Linked DNA regions of Sus scrofa: regions 1 and 2 are each linked to region 3. The links are chromatin contacts, called in public promoter capture Hi-C maps. All regions are on one chromosome and are shown on one strand. The core of a region is the stretch at or near the end of the contact, and the rest is flanking DNA. Distances in the headings are between cores, read along the strand shown.

The links. Promoter capture Hi-C pulls out the DNA fragments that hold promoters and counts their contacts.
Region 1: a promoter capture Hi-C map of liver shows a contact between it and region 3, with 5 times the contacts expected there. The contact joins the promoter of NAT10 here to the promoter of CAPRIN1 in region 3. A contact is called at or near these places in 2 of 5 promoter capture datasets (fetal liver and liver), 26 of 47 Hi-C or Micro-C datasets (alveolar macrophages, blood, brain and 16 more) and 2 of 2 datasets of contacts at active chromatin or transcription factors (alveolar macrophages and skeletal muscle).
Region 2: a promoter capture Hi-C map of liver shows a contact between it and region 3, with 3 times the contacts expected there. The contact joins the enhancer-like site here to the promoter of CAPRIN1 in region 3. A contact is called at or near these places in 2 of 5 promoter capture datasets (fetal liver and liver), 9 of 47 Hi-C or Micro-C datasets (embryonic fibroblasts, epiblast stem cells, fetal liver and 3 more) and 1 of 2 datasets of contacts at active chromatin or transcription factors (alveolar macrophages).

The regions. Positions count from the first base shown.
Region 1 is chr2:26,824,925-26,829,125 of Sscrofa11.1, forward strand. NAT10 (RNA cytidine acetyltransferase) reads right to left here and starts at 2,136. Exons shown (of 29, transcript XM_003122875.5): 1 at 1,939-2,136; 2 at 1-31. The coding sequence starts at 16.
Region 2 is chr2:26,912,970-26,917,267 of Sscrofa11.1, forward strand. No RefSeq gene overlaps it. Among named protein-coding and RNA genes, the nearest start is that of CAPRIN1, 40 kb to the left of the region's middle. Within about 2 kb of position 2,597, at least 2 of the 83 cell types and tissues checked have an H3K27ac peak or open chromatin away from gene starts, as enhancers often do. A contact at or near this core is called in liver, where this site is marked.
Region 3 is chr2:26,873,432-26,877,918 of Sscrofa11.1, forward strand. CAPRIN1 (caprin-1) reads right to left here and starts at 1,994. Exons shown (of 19, transcript XM_005661021.3): 1 at 1,783-1,994; 2 at 1,003-1,218. The coding sequence starts at 1,218.

The DNA of each region.
Region 1 (4,201 bases), core at 886-3,385, 48 kb before region 3:
CTTTCTTCCGATGCATGGTGAAAAACTGTCACTATAGCAGAAAGAATGGAAACACAACGTGGCATGAACATTTTGCATCCAGGTTGTGGATAAGGAACATCAGCTGGCTGCCTCTTGTGGGGCTAGGGCCTACACGGCACACTTATAAGTATTATCTTATTTAACCCTCAAATAGATCCCTAGGGAATACATCGGCCTCATTTTTTAAATTGGGAAACTAAGTTTGGAAGGCAAAGAAAATGTTCCCTCGGCATGGGAAGTCAACAGGGAAGCTGTAATTTCCACCCGTTTGGAGGAGTTTTTTAAAAATCAGAAACAATATCCAAAAAAAATTAAAATGATTAAAATACATGAGAAATCTATGGGAACATATGAGAAAATAAGGTAAGTGTCCAAAATTATTTGTTCAAAATCTTTTTCAAAAATGATCTAAGGATATGGATATAGACGCTTTTATTAGAGGATAACATGGCAGGATATGCATGTACATAAAACACAGAGGAAATAAAAAAAAAAAGACTGGGAAAAAAACCACCAAACTGTAAAATAGTTATTTACAGATGGTGAGATCACAAGTGAGTCTTATTTTGGTTTGGTTTGGTTTGGGTTTTTTTGAGTTCTGGGGTTTTTTAAATTCACATGTATTATTAACAAAGTCAGGGAAAAGAAATCCCTGAATATTATAGATTACTATGATGGAGTATGTCCAATTGTTTCCTCAAGGGAGGGAAAACTAGACTGAAGCCTGTACAGATAAGATTTCAAAAATTACTTTGATTACATATGATAAAACAGTATGTTATTATCATAATAAATACATCAGAGAAACATTTGAAATCTCAATTGTCTCTACAATGTAAAAGTAATAATGACATGTTTAGAAACCTCAGTGCTTGCTGCATTTCATGAATAAAGCTCACTAACTGAACCTTAATCCTCCCTTAATTGGGCTTCTAACCTATGGATTTTAGCTGTTCTGTCTACTGTAAAACACTATGTCACAACCAATACTCCTATTTTACAAAGAAAGGACCAAGTATAAAATCTCAAGTAACTCAAGGAAAAGTGACAGAGGCAGGATTTATTCAGGTACCCTTGATTTCAGAACCTGAACTCTTTCCAGCTTACCAATCTGATTTGGCTTATCAGTTGTGTTGCTGGCCACACAAAGATCCCCGGTCAACAACTACTTATTGCTTCTCGATTTAGTTACAGCGGCAACCCCAGAAGTAGAACCTGATTTCAAAGAGCTTTCATTTTCCTTGGAGAAAATACTTAAGAGAAAGAAATGCGGGATAATCTGTCTAAAGATAGACAAAATTAGATGTAAAAATAACAGCTACAGACAGTGGTCTGATGAAAGTCTAGATTACTGTGGGCTAGGACAAGGAAGCCTTAACGGATGAGGGGGAAGATGACTTGTTTTTCACTCATTCATCTATTAGTCTAACACATATACACGGTGTCTATGTCCCAGGCACCATTCTAGGTGCACTGGCAAACAAAACCAAGTCCTGAATAAAGAATATAAAGAATAAGCATTGCGAAGTAGCTAAGGGTGTAGGAGGATCTAGAATCAAACTGCCTCAGTTCAATGCCCAGTGCTGCAATCGGGAAATGTGGGCAAGCTCTGTGGAAAGCAAAAGGCTGTCACCCACTCACTCACCCCGACATCCCCCCGCCCACCTCAGCTACAGTCCCTAGAGGGTGGAGATCAGCCACGCAACCTGTGAACGCGCTCGAGAAGCATTCCCGAGGGTGACCGCCTACTGAGGAAGAGGATCCTCTCATCTAGGAGAGTCCAGGTTGGGAGGCAGTCGGCGGGCTCCGGTATCAGCACGGATGCAGAGCGTTCATCCTGGAGCCGATCTCCTCCGGGCCCAGGAAGGACACGGACACCAATCCCGAAACCGACCCCCGCCATCCCGTGATGGATACCTGCGCCCCGACCTCAGCCAACTCCAACAAGCAGTGAGGCGGAAGCACGTGGGAACCCCTTCTGCGGTACCAGGAGCAGCCGGCCGTCCCCAGCGTATGCCTGACGGCCGACTGGTACAACTCAGGCGATGGTAGGCGGTGCGTGCGCCAGCGCATTGACGGCGCGGCCACAGCGAGCGAGGGGACCTCTTGCAACCCTGTCTCTGAGTGATGACGTCAGAAACCCAGGAGGCGGGGTTGCAGCAACTGCGGCTGTGCGGATTAGTCTCTACCCGCGAGAGCTGTGTTGCCGGGGTATTTTGTCATTGTCAGATACCCTGGTTACGTAGGACAGAATAAGCACAGACACGCCCGCACGCCCAGGTCTGTCACTGCTCTGGGCCGAGCTCAGGTGCCCAGATAGGTCTGGGGCAGCACACGGTATGTGGTCCAGGGTTTTCAGCAGTAGGTAGCGTGGTTCATGCGAAACGCTCCTGGATCGGTGCGTAATTTTGTCAGTTATTTAAATTAGCTTTCCATTTTAACGTAACTAGATGAGGAAACTCGATCTCCACACCTATCTCATTCATCTTACTTGACCCTCCTCATACTCGGTAATGACCTCATAGATCTGCCTGGGATTCCATAGGTTTTTCTACTCTCCTATTCGGCTGCTCTACTTTGTAGATCCCCTTAGGTCTATTACTGGGCTGTCAAATGCTGCCGCTGTTCTGAAAGCCGGCTCTGGAGCTCTGTTCTTCAGTTACCTCCCCTCCTCTCCCTCCTCCCCGACGAATTTGCTCAAGCAGCTGATTTAAAGGGCCACCTATACAGTTAGTGTTTTTGAACCACATCGCTGAACTTAAACGAATCCAACTGTTTGCTTGACATTTCTTGGATGCCTCAATCAGAATGAAGCTGAACTCATTCCTCTTCCCTCCTGAAACTCCCTCCTCAAATCGTTAATTCTGTACCTCCAAATCTAAGCAGCACCACCATTTTAGTCCAACACCCACCATTAAACTTTTGATTTAATGTCAAAGAAATGTCAGTATGTCAGAGACAAGGGATAAAGTGACCAAAACATTCCTGCCCTTCGTGAAACTTAATCTCGGTAAGTTTTAAGACAAAAAGCCATCCAGCAAGGAAAACTAGGGTGCTTCTTTAGAGGGGAAATGGAAGAATTCAGGTGGTGACACTGGTGCAAAGACCTGAATTTAAAAGAACGAATCTTAAGAACCTTTCAGGGAAGTCTTCCCACTCGTTAGGTTGAACACTTAGTGACTTGGCGATGGGAAGTCTCCACAAAGCAGCCAACATAGCCAGAGTACAGCAACCAAAGGAAAAACTGGGAAGTTAGGCCAGATAACAAAGGGCATGTGGGTGTCAGATCTGGAATTTAACTCTAGGTGTGACAGTAAACCACTGGAGTTTGAGTAATAGGAAAGTGACAAAATCTGATTTGCCCTCTTAAAAGGCTCTGGCTGGAGTTCCCATCATGGCTCAGCGGTAAGGAACCCAACTATTATCCATGAGGACGCAGGTTCCATCCCTGGCCTCGCTCAGTGGGTTGGAGATATGGCATTGCTGTGGCTGTGGTGTAGGCCAGCAGCGGCAGCTCCACTATGATCCCTGCCCTGGGAACCTCTATGTTCCAGAGATGCAGCCCTAAAAAGGGAAAGAAAAAAAAAAAAGCTCTGGCTGCTGTGCAAAGTATGTATTATACATACATACACACACTACAGGAGAGCACAAGCAGAAAGAAAACCATTATAAGCTACTGTAGTTAACCTGTTCTGATAGCAGTGGTGGTCACAAGTGCTAGCTGACTCAGAATATATTTTCAAGATAGAACCATGTAGATTTGCCTAATTAAGGACTACAGATACAGGGTATGAGAGAAAATCAAAAGATGATATCCAAAGTATTTGTCCTGAGCAACTGGATGTAGGTTCCTTGAGAGATGGAGTTGGAATGCTTATGCCATACCAATCAAGATGCTGAGTATAATCTGTTTCAGGAAGTTTAGGACTTAAGAGATATTTATAAGCAACTAAAATGCTGGCTGGAGTCAAAGTCGTGGGATTGGGTAAGATCACCTAGGGAAGAATGATAGTATTGTCTGCAACAATACTGAGCAGTAGCCACTTACATATAGTAAATACAAAGAATCCATTCACTACCACCCTCCACTGTACGTTGTAATAATTTTACATGGGCTACTGCAAAAGCCATTTCTTAGCCCGTCTATTTTGTTCTCAACACTGCACTGTTTTTTTTTTGT
Region 2 (4,298 bases), core at 1,347-3,846, 40 kb after region 3:
AGCTGAGGTCAATCCCACCCAAACCACACAGCTGATAGTCGGGGAGGGGTGCTCCCCTCCAAGTAAAACCTGAGGGCTGTTGCCAGCAGAGGAAATGGCCACTACAAACGCTTTGTCCTGGCTCCCAAGAGCTTCCACCCACCTTCCCAAACAGGATGATTTCATGTTTTTCTCTCTTATTGGTATTCCAGTAGACTCATCTCCCTTGCTGGTTTTTCGGCTTGCTTCTCCATTGCTATTCATATAATGACAGGATGATGAGACATGGATAGTCCTGACCTTACAAGTTTAAGTTTTCAACTACTCCAGAATGAAGGAGACCTTCAATGAATTTGAAATTTAGCTGGAATTGTTAACCCATCCCCACAAAAGCTGAGTCACCATGTGCTCTGAAACTCAGCTTTGAAAAATTTCAATGCCTATAAAAGAAGAAAACTTTAGAATCTAAAATCAACTTTGGACTCTAGGCAAGCAAATTCTAACAGAATATGGCATTAACCTTGTTGTACACCAGCTTAGCACCCTGAACACAGAAAGCATTTTGAATTTTTACTAAGAATGTGTATGCCATCACATGAATTAAGCTGGTCTTCTGCTAATCTTTTCAAATCCACACATTTCTCTGAAACAAGGGACTTTTGTTTTGGGCGACTCTGGCATACTTTTTCTCATGGTCTCTCTGAGTTACAGTGCTTCTTTTTTGTTGGTGTTGTCTTTTTAGGGCCACACCCATAGCATATCGTGGTTCCCAGGCTAGGGGTCGAATTGGAGCTGTAGATACTGGCCTATACCACAGCCACACCAACACAGGATCCAAGCCAGGTCTGTGACCTACACCACAGCTCATGGCAATGCCGGGTTTTTAACCCACTGATCAAGGCCAGGAATCGAATCCATGTCCTCGTGGATACTAGTCGGGTTCGTTAACCACTGAACCATAATAGTACACCTACACTGCTTGCTTCTTAAAAGCTTTCTTTTCTAAAAAGGAGGACTCAAAGGTGTTACAATTAGGAATTTGCAAGTAAAGAATCAAATTATACTTCAATATTGATTTCTAAAATTGCTTTTAAAGTTAAAACATATGAGGAGTTCCTCTTGTGGCACAGTGGTTAGCGAACCTGACTAGGATCCATGAGGACATGGGTTCAATCCCTGGCCTTGCTCAGTGGGTTAAGGATCTGGAGTTGCTGTGAGCTGTGGTGTGGGTTGCAGATGGGGCTTGGATCCTGAGTTGCTGTGGCTGTGGTATAGGTTGGCAGCTATAGTTCTAATTCAATCCCTAGCCTGGGAACCTCCATATGCAGAGGTGTGGCCCTAAAAAGACAAAAAGACCAAAAAAATAAAAACTAAAAAAAGTTAAAACATATGAACATAATCAGTATGGATAAACATCATTTTAAAGAGCTTTTAGTCTCCTTAGATGAGCGCTCATTTCTGCTGCTCACTCTCAGTTAACCACATCTGAGGTGGAAGACCTGTCATTTATACCTGATGACTATACCTAAGACATAACTCCTCATTGGTGAGATACTTTAGTTGAGGGCAAAGCATCCAAAAAGAAGCAAAAATCCAATTTTTGAGTGCCAGAAGCTGGATTTCCTCTTTGCCCTCCTCCATAATGCTTTTAATCTCCCAAGGCAGAAGGATACCCCAGGAAGACTAGGGTGGTGATCACGTGTTCTGACAGATGAAATACGAGAGCACACTCCACTTGCCAGCAAAGTGTCCCAATTAATACCTGCTCACTCAGATTTACAATAAAATTACACCTGCCCAAGATCCAGAGACCCTTCTCCCTCCCACAGGCCATCTTCTCTTTGCTACAATGGTGATAACAGCCAACACCCGTGAAAATGTACCATGTGCCATGTGGATTATCTCATTTAATTCTCACAAACAACCCTATGTTGCCAGTACTATTACTCACCCATTTTACTGATAAGGAAACCGAGGCTTAAAAGACGACCTGCTCTAGGTCATATACCTAGTAAGAGATAGAAGCCTATTTTATTTTATTTTATTATTTATTTATTTATTTGCCTTTTTCTAGGGCCACTCCTGTGGCATATGGAGGTTCCCAGGCTAGGGGTCAATTCGGAGCTACAGCTGCTGGCCTACGCCAGAGTCACAGCACCGCCAGATCCGAGCCTCGTCTGCAACTATACCGCAGCTCACGGCAACGCCGGATCATCAACCCACTGAGCAAGGTCAGGGATCGAACCTGCAACCTCATGGTTTCTAGTCAGATTTTTTAACCACAGAGCCACAATGGGAACTCCAGATAGAAGCCTATTTTAGCTACTAGCTGCTTTCCAGTTTTTACCTGCTAGTCTCCACTGCTTATCACCTGATCACTATATACACAATGGCTGCATTCCTAGACTGAACTGGCCAACTGGAGGAGAGGAGGTTTTCAGGACTTTTCTTACCAATTGTTACATATAGTGAAATCTCAGTGGACCTACCTATGGCTAAACTACAGGTGGCTAATTTAACAGATTTTATTGCTTCTAGAAATCTTGGCATCTTAATTACCTTAAGTGAAGATATCAGCTTTAAAAAGCCAAAGTATGTTGCAATGAAGTTACAGATTAACAAATCATTGTTCTGACCTTTATTTTCCCTTTACCCTAGTTTTCTCATCTATAGTTTATCCTTTTATATTTGATGCTTTTTTAAAGCTTCTGCAAATCCTTTTGGGAATGAGGTGGGAAGAGTTAGCAAATCTAATTAGCGAGTCAGTGAATCACTGTATTTAAAAGTAAAATGATAAAAATAAAAATCGTATACCACTTTGTAGTTTCATACACATTCCGTACCTTTGAGCTTTTCAGACATCAATTCTGTCTTTGTGTCACCAGGATCTGTCACCATTCATTCACTCAGTAAATAATTTTGGAACTTTAGAAAAAGTGATAGTACCAAGAGATTGTTCTCGAAGAGCCAACAGTGTAATGGGTAGTGTCAAGTCTCAGTAAATATTTGTGGAATATCTCTCACTTCATCTCCACAAAAGAACCTTATATGTAAAAATCAAAATTATTTCTAGTTTTTTTATTTTCAATAGCCAAGACATGGAAACAACCTAAATGTCCATCAACAGAGGATGGATCAAGAAGATGTGGTACATATATACACAGTGGAATATTACTCGGCCATTAAAATGAATGAAATACTGGCATTTTTAGCAACATGGATGGACCTAGAAATTATCATGCTAAGTGAAGTCAGCCATACAATGAGACACCAACATCAAATGCTTTCACTGACATGTGGAATCTGAAAAAAGGACAGACTGAACTTCTTTACAAAGAGATGCTGACTCACAGACATTGAAAAACTTATGGTCTCCAAAGGAGGCAGTTTGAGGGGTGGGGGGATGTGCTTGGTTGTGGAAGGGAAATCCTGTGAAATTGGAATGTTATGATCATTATACAACTACAGATGTGATAAATTCATTGAGTAATAAAGAAATGGCCAAAAAAAATTACTTCTAGTTTTTAGAAAGACACAGAAAGGCAATGTGTCTTGTTCATGGTGACTCACTGGAAAGAGACAAAGCTGAGTATTCAAATCCAAGTATTCTTGCCCCAAAGTTCTTGCTCTTTCTGAAAATTACATTAATACAAACCCCCCCAAAGCAGGTGAACATAGCTTTTCTCCCCCACTTGCCTACCATTTTTCTGAACAGCCACTGAGATGTCAAGGGAGGACACAAGAAAAGCAGGTATTTCCAGTCGGAGGCCTAGGGGCTCCCGGACACATGATGTTACCTATGCCAAGCCAAAGACTGCGTAACCATTCATCCCCAAACTTGGCAACTAAAAACAACAATGATTCCTTTTTCCTCATGATTCTGTGGGTTGACTGGGCATTCTTCTGCCCCAGGTGGTGTTGGCTGGTTTTATACATGCAGCTGGGTTTAGCTGGCATCCAGGCTAAGCTGGAAGGTCTGGGGCCATGATGATTGATGACCTTCAACTGTGGGGCCTTGATCTTCCTCCACAGGCCTCCTTCCACATGGTATTCGATCCTACAGGGCCTCCCCGTGCGGCCTTTCTCCATGAGATTAGCCTGGGGTCCTTCATGGCATGAGAGTGAAAACAGAGGGTGCTGGTACTTTAAAGGCCTGGACTCTGAAGTTCTGGAATGTTACTTTTGTTGCATTGTGTTGATCAAAGAAAATCATCTCAGATTCAAGAGGAAAGGAGATGGACTCTACCTCTTGCTGGAGGAGTGGGAGCTCTCATAGGAAAGGGAAGAACTGCTGGTAAGTATTTTGTAGGGAACCTGCC
Region 3 (4,487 bases), core at 744-3,243:
TTTTTTTTTTTTTTTTTGGAGAGGAGGTGTGGGAGGCCAGTCGGGGCGGCTGCCGGGTCTCTGCCCTCCCCCTCTGCTTTCGCTTTGTGCTCACAATGCAGCTCCTGTAAAGCGCTTCCCTCTCCCCGTAGCCGCCGCCATGTTAGACGCGCTCTCCATGTGCCCAGAGACCTAGCGATCCCCTCCGTCCAACCCAGACCCCCCCCTCCCCCGCGACTAACGAATCTCGATCGGTGCAGCCTCCCTCCCATCCTTCTTTATAGAGTCCCCGAGGGACAAAAAGCCGCCGCAGACAATCTTCTCGGGATCGAGTTGAGCGTGAGGTTCGGGGGGGGGGACCTAGACAATTGAAACAAAGAAGGAAACGTAGGGGCGCCCGTGAGATGGGGGCGAGGGAACAAGTCGAAGGCTCCTAGAGGGGAGCCTGAGGAAGAAGCGAGTCTAGTTTAAGATCTAAAAACACTTCCCTTGCGAGGGAGGAGAGGGGCCACTGCGCAAGCCTCAAGTACACGGTAACGGGGCGGACGAGCCCCTAGGCTATAGGACGTAGGACAACCCAACTCCACGAGGCAGTCGGTTGGGCCTGAGCCCTCCCCACAGAGAGTCCTCATTTCCCCCGCTGACCCCCGCGGATCCAGCCTCGGCCACGAAGACAAGGACACCACACACACACACACACACACACACACACACACACACACACACACACACGGCGATCGGACAGGCCCCCACCCCTACACATCGCACTCCCAAAGGCCAACAGCCTGGCCCCCGGCAAGAGCAGAGTAATAAGGAGCCCGGGGGCCAGCGCCACGTCCGGGTCAGGTGACAAGCACCTCCCCGCGGAGCCCGTTTTCTGGGCACGAAGCTCCACTTCCAGCGGGGAGACGGGGCGTGGGGGGTGGGGACCGGGAGGAAGGGAAGCGCCCGAGACGCGGAGCGTGAAGGCTACAGCAGTCAGGGTCAGCATCCAACCCTCCCTTCCCCGCCAACTCCGGGCACCTTTTTCTTCTCCAGGTTCCGAAGTTTCTTGTCGATCACCCCGAGAATCTGCTTCATGGCCTCGGTCTGGACAGCGCCGGTGCCGGTCGCGGGGTGCTGAGAAGCCGGCGCGGCGGCCCCGGCTCCCGCCGCCGCCTCACTCCCGGAGGAACCCGACGGGGGTGGCGGTCCGGACGACTTGCTGCCGCTTCCGCTGTGGCTGGTGGCCGAGGGCATCTTGAGACCGTGAGGGGAGAGAAGAAAAAGCGGGAGGAAGGACAAGAGCGGCGAGTCAGGCGGCGGACGGGGCGAGACGCGGGACAAAACGCGCAGCGGGCGGGAGCCTGCGAGAGCGGTGGGGGTGGGGACGGGGCCGGCGCGCGCGCGCCGCCGGGGCAGGAAGGGGCCGCGGGCGCGCGCGCGACCCGCCAGCGGGGCGCCCGGCCGGGCCTCGCGCCGCCCCCCGCCCCTCCCCCGCGCCGGCCGCCGGCTCGGCCTACCTGCCCCGGGGCACCGAGGCTCGCGCCGGGGGCGGGGCCTCGCAGCGCCGGCCGCCAACGGCCAGTGCAACGGTCCCCGCAGGGAAGGGACAGCCCTCGCCGCCCTGCGAGGACGGGAGGGAAGAGAGCGATCGGGGCTGAGAGGCGGAGAAGGGTGGAGAAGGGCACTGGAAATGACCAGGGCGGGTGGGGTGACTTGAGGAGCAAGCCCCTCGCGAAAGTCCAGCTAGTCCGGAGGTAAAGGACACTCGGGGCAGCGGCCCTCTTCCCCTTCAGCGCCTCAGTCCGGGGTGGCGCTCACCGTGCGCGCGCGGAGGCCGCTGGAGATCCCGAGGGGGCGGCTGAAGGGGCAAGGGTGGCGGTGCGTTCTGGGCAGTGTCGTGCGCTCCGTGGGCGCAGGCCGCTTCGCCCTTTCCCCGCTGCACCGAGAGCCGCTGCTAGTGAGGCGGAGAGCTGGGAGCGGGAGGGACTTAGGCAGCCAACCCTCTGGGGCGGAGGGGGCGGGAGAAGCGGCGGGCGGGGGCCTTCGCTGCCGCTCGGGCTGCCCGGCGCGAACGCCTGCGGGGAAGGGCCTGCCCAGCCTCCCGCCACCCCTGCCCAAGACCCTAGCCTGGGGGCTGGCCACTCAGCCCAGGTCGGAACAGCCTCTGAGAGGCTGCCGGAGCAGTGCCTTGAGTTTTGAGCGAAATCAAAGCTAGGGTCCTTCAGGCGAAGTCGCTTGACGTCCAAACAGGGACAATAGGTGTCAAGCAGCTGGATCTGGAGCTGGCGACTGCCGGGCGAGGAGCCCTTATTTGGTGGGGGTTGGGGGGGGGAGCAAAGGTTTCTGCAAGTAAGGGGTGTGTGGGGTGGGTGGTGCAATCCCAGCTTCTAGAATTCCTTCTGTACGGCGAGCAAGCAAACTCCCACACCCCCAAAATGTCTAAGGACAAGTTGCGGCTTCCCCTACAAAACAATCTCTCAGTAACCCAGGAGTTCTGTGTAAACGCGTTAGAAAGGAGCAAGATGGATGTTTGGGTTTGGGTGGTTTTGTTTGTTTTTGTCTTAAAACTCTGGACTCGTCATGTTTAAAATTATCTTCAGCTACCTTAAGATGACAGGTACCTAAGAGGCCTGAGTATTACGAATCAGATTTTTTTTTCCTTTTAAATTTACCTAAAACTTAAGATGTTAAATGAAACACAGTTTTTTTTTTTTTATCTGCTCCAAGAGAATTATTCCAGCATTGTAATAAGGCTATGGAGAATGAACAAAAAGCAGCTGAGGGCTAGAAGAAAGTGTATTAAAAAAATATAATCAGTGGAAAATTCAGCCACATGATGTATGACAACAGTAAATGACCAATTTATAATTTAAATTCCATAATAGAAGGGATTTAGAAAAGGAGCCTACCAAACCCGCCGCTCCCTAGAGAATGAAATGAGTAATACTGGCTGGCAACAGTGTATCCTGAGGGAGCCCAGAGAAACACAGCAGCAGCCTCCAGACTCAAGATATTCCAGTTAGCTGCAGTCTGTTATCTCGTCTTCAAATACAGAGCACCTTACTATGTGCTAGGAACTCTTGAGTGCTAGGGATTGTGAACAAAACAGTTTCTTCATGGAGCTTACATTCTAAGTGGGGAGAAGATAAATGCATATCAGATAGTGAAGTGGTAGAGAAGAAACAAGGTGGGCTGGAGAAGCCTTAGAATGACCCTTGAGCCAAGACCGAAGAAGTTGAAGAAGAGGGCCATTCACTTGGAAGAATTTTCCAGGTAGCAGGAAAACCAAGTGCCAGGAACTCAGATTGGGAATGTGCTTGGTGGGTTCAAGGAAGAGCAAGAAAGCCACAGTGACTAGAGTAGAGTAGGAGATGAGGTCGAAGACAAAGAGGGCCAGTCAGGTAAAGCCTGATAGGCCATTATTAGGACTTGGGCTTTTGCTGAATGAAATAGGGAGTCAGGCATGCATAATCTTAGAGAAGAACATGATCAATCTGTGTTTTTTTTTTAATCCTCTTGCTATTATATAATGAATTTACAGTAAGCGTGTATTTGAAATGGGAGGGAGGGTGGAGCAGAAGCTGGGAGCCCAATTAGGAGTCTGTTGAAATAATACAGCCCAGAGATGGTAGTGGCCAGGCTGTTACAGTGAAGGTGGTGACAAGGTGACAAGTGGTTGGATGCTTATACATTGCAATAGTAGAACCAAAAGGATTTGCCAACCAGCTAGGTGTGAGAGAAGTCAAAGTTGACTTAAGGTTATTCAAGACTTAAGCACCTGAACTGTTCTTAGCACTAAGCTAAAGCTATGCTAAGCCTAAGGCTAGAAGGAAATTTAAAATCCTTCAGCTCCTTGAGGCAGTTAGTGTTTCAGCCTGACCACTGTCACTATCAAATCTCAGACCCCATCCCAGAGCTACTGAGGTAATCTGTATTTTGACAAGGTCCTCAGCCAATGTGTATGCCCAGTGAAGTTCAAAGAAGAAAAATGTTTTATTCCATAGAATTTGACCAGTGTCTTTAAGATCAGACATGAAATATTCTGCTAGGCAAATTTTCCCCAGACCTAGAGAATCAGAAACTCTGGAGGTAAATAAAGCCCAGCAATCTGTGCTTTAATAAGCCCTCTGCATGATTCTGATGCCCGTTTAAAGTATGAAAGCCAATGACTTGGAGACCTCTGACAATTCAGGTTTGAGTTGAAGAGCGGTCATGACTAGGAGTAAGAAGGAAAAGGCTCTTCTGCCTTTCCTTGGTATGTTACCAGCTAGCAACCCCTACATTAGGCTTCAAGAAAAAGGAAAGATTGTTGAGAGGGAGCAGGATAGATGACAACACATATGACAAAGTCTTGGTTTTTTGTTTTTTGTTTTTTGGCCTTTTGTCTTTTGGGGCCACATCTGCGGCATATGGAAGCTCCCAGGCTAGGGGTCAAATCCGGAGCTATAGCTGCCAGCCTACGCCAGATCTGAGCCACGTCTTCTACTTAACACCAGAGCTCATGGCAATGCTGGATCCTTAAC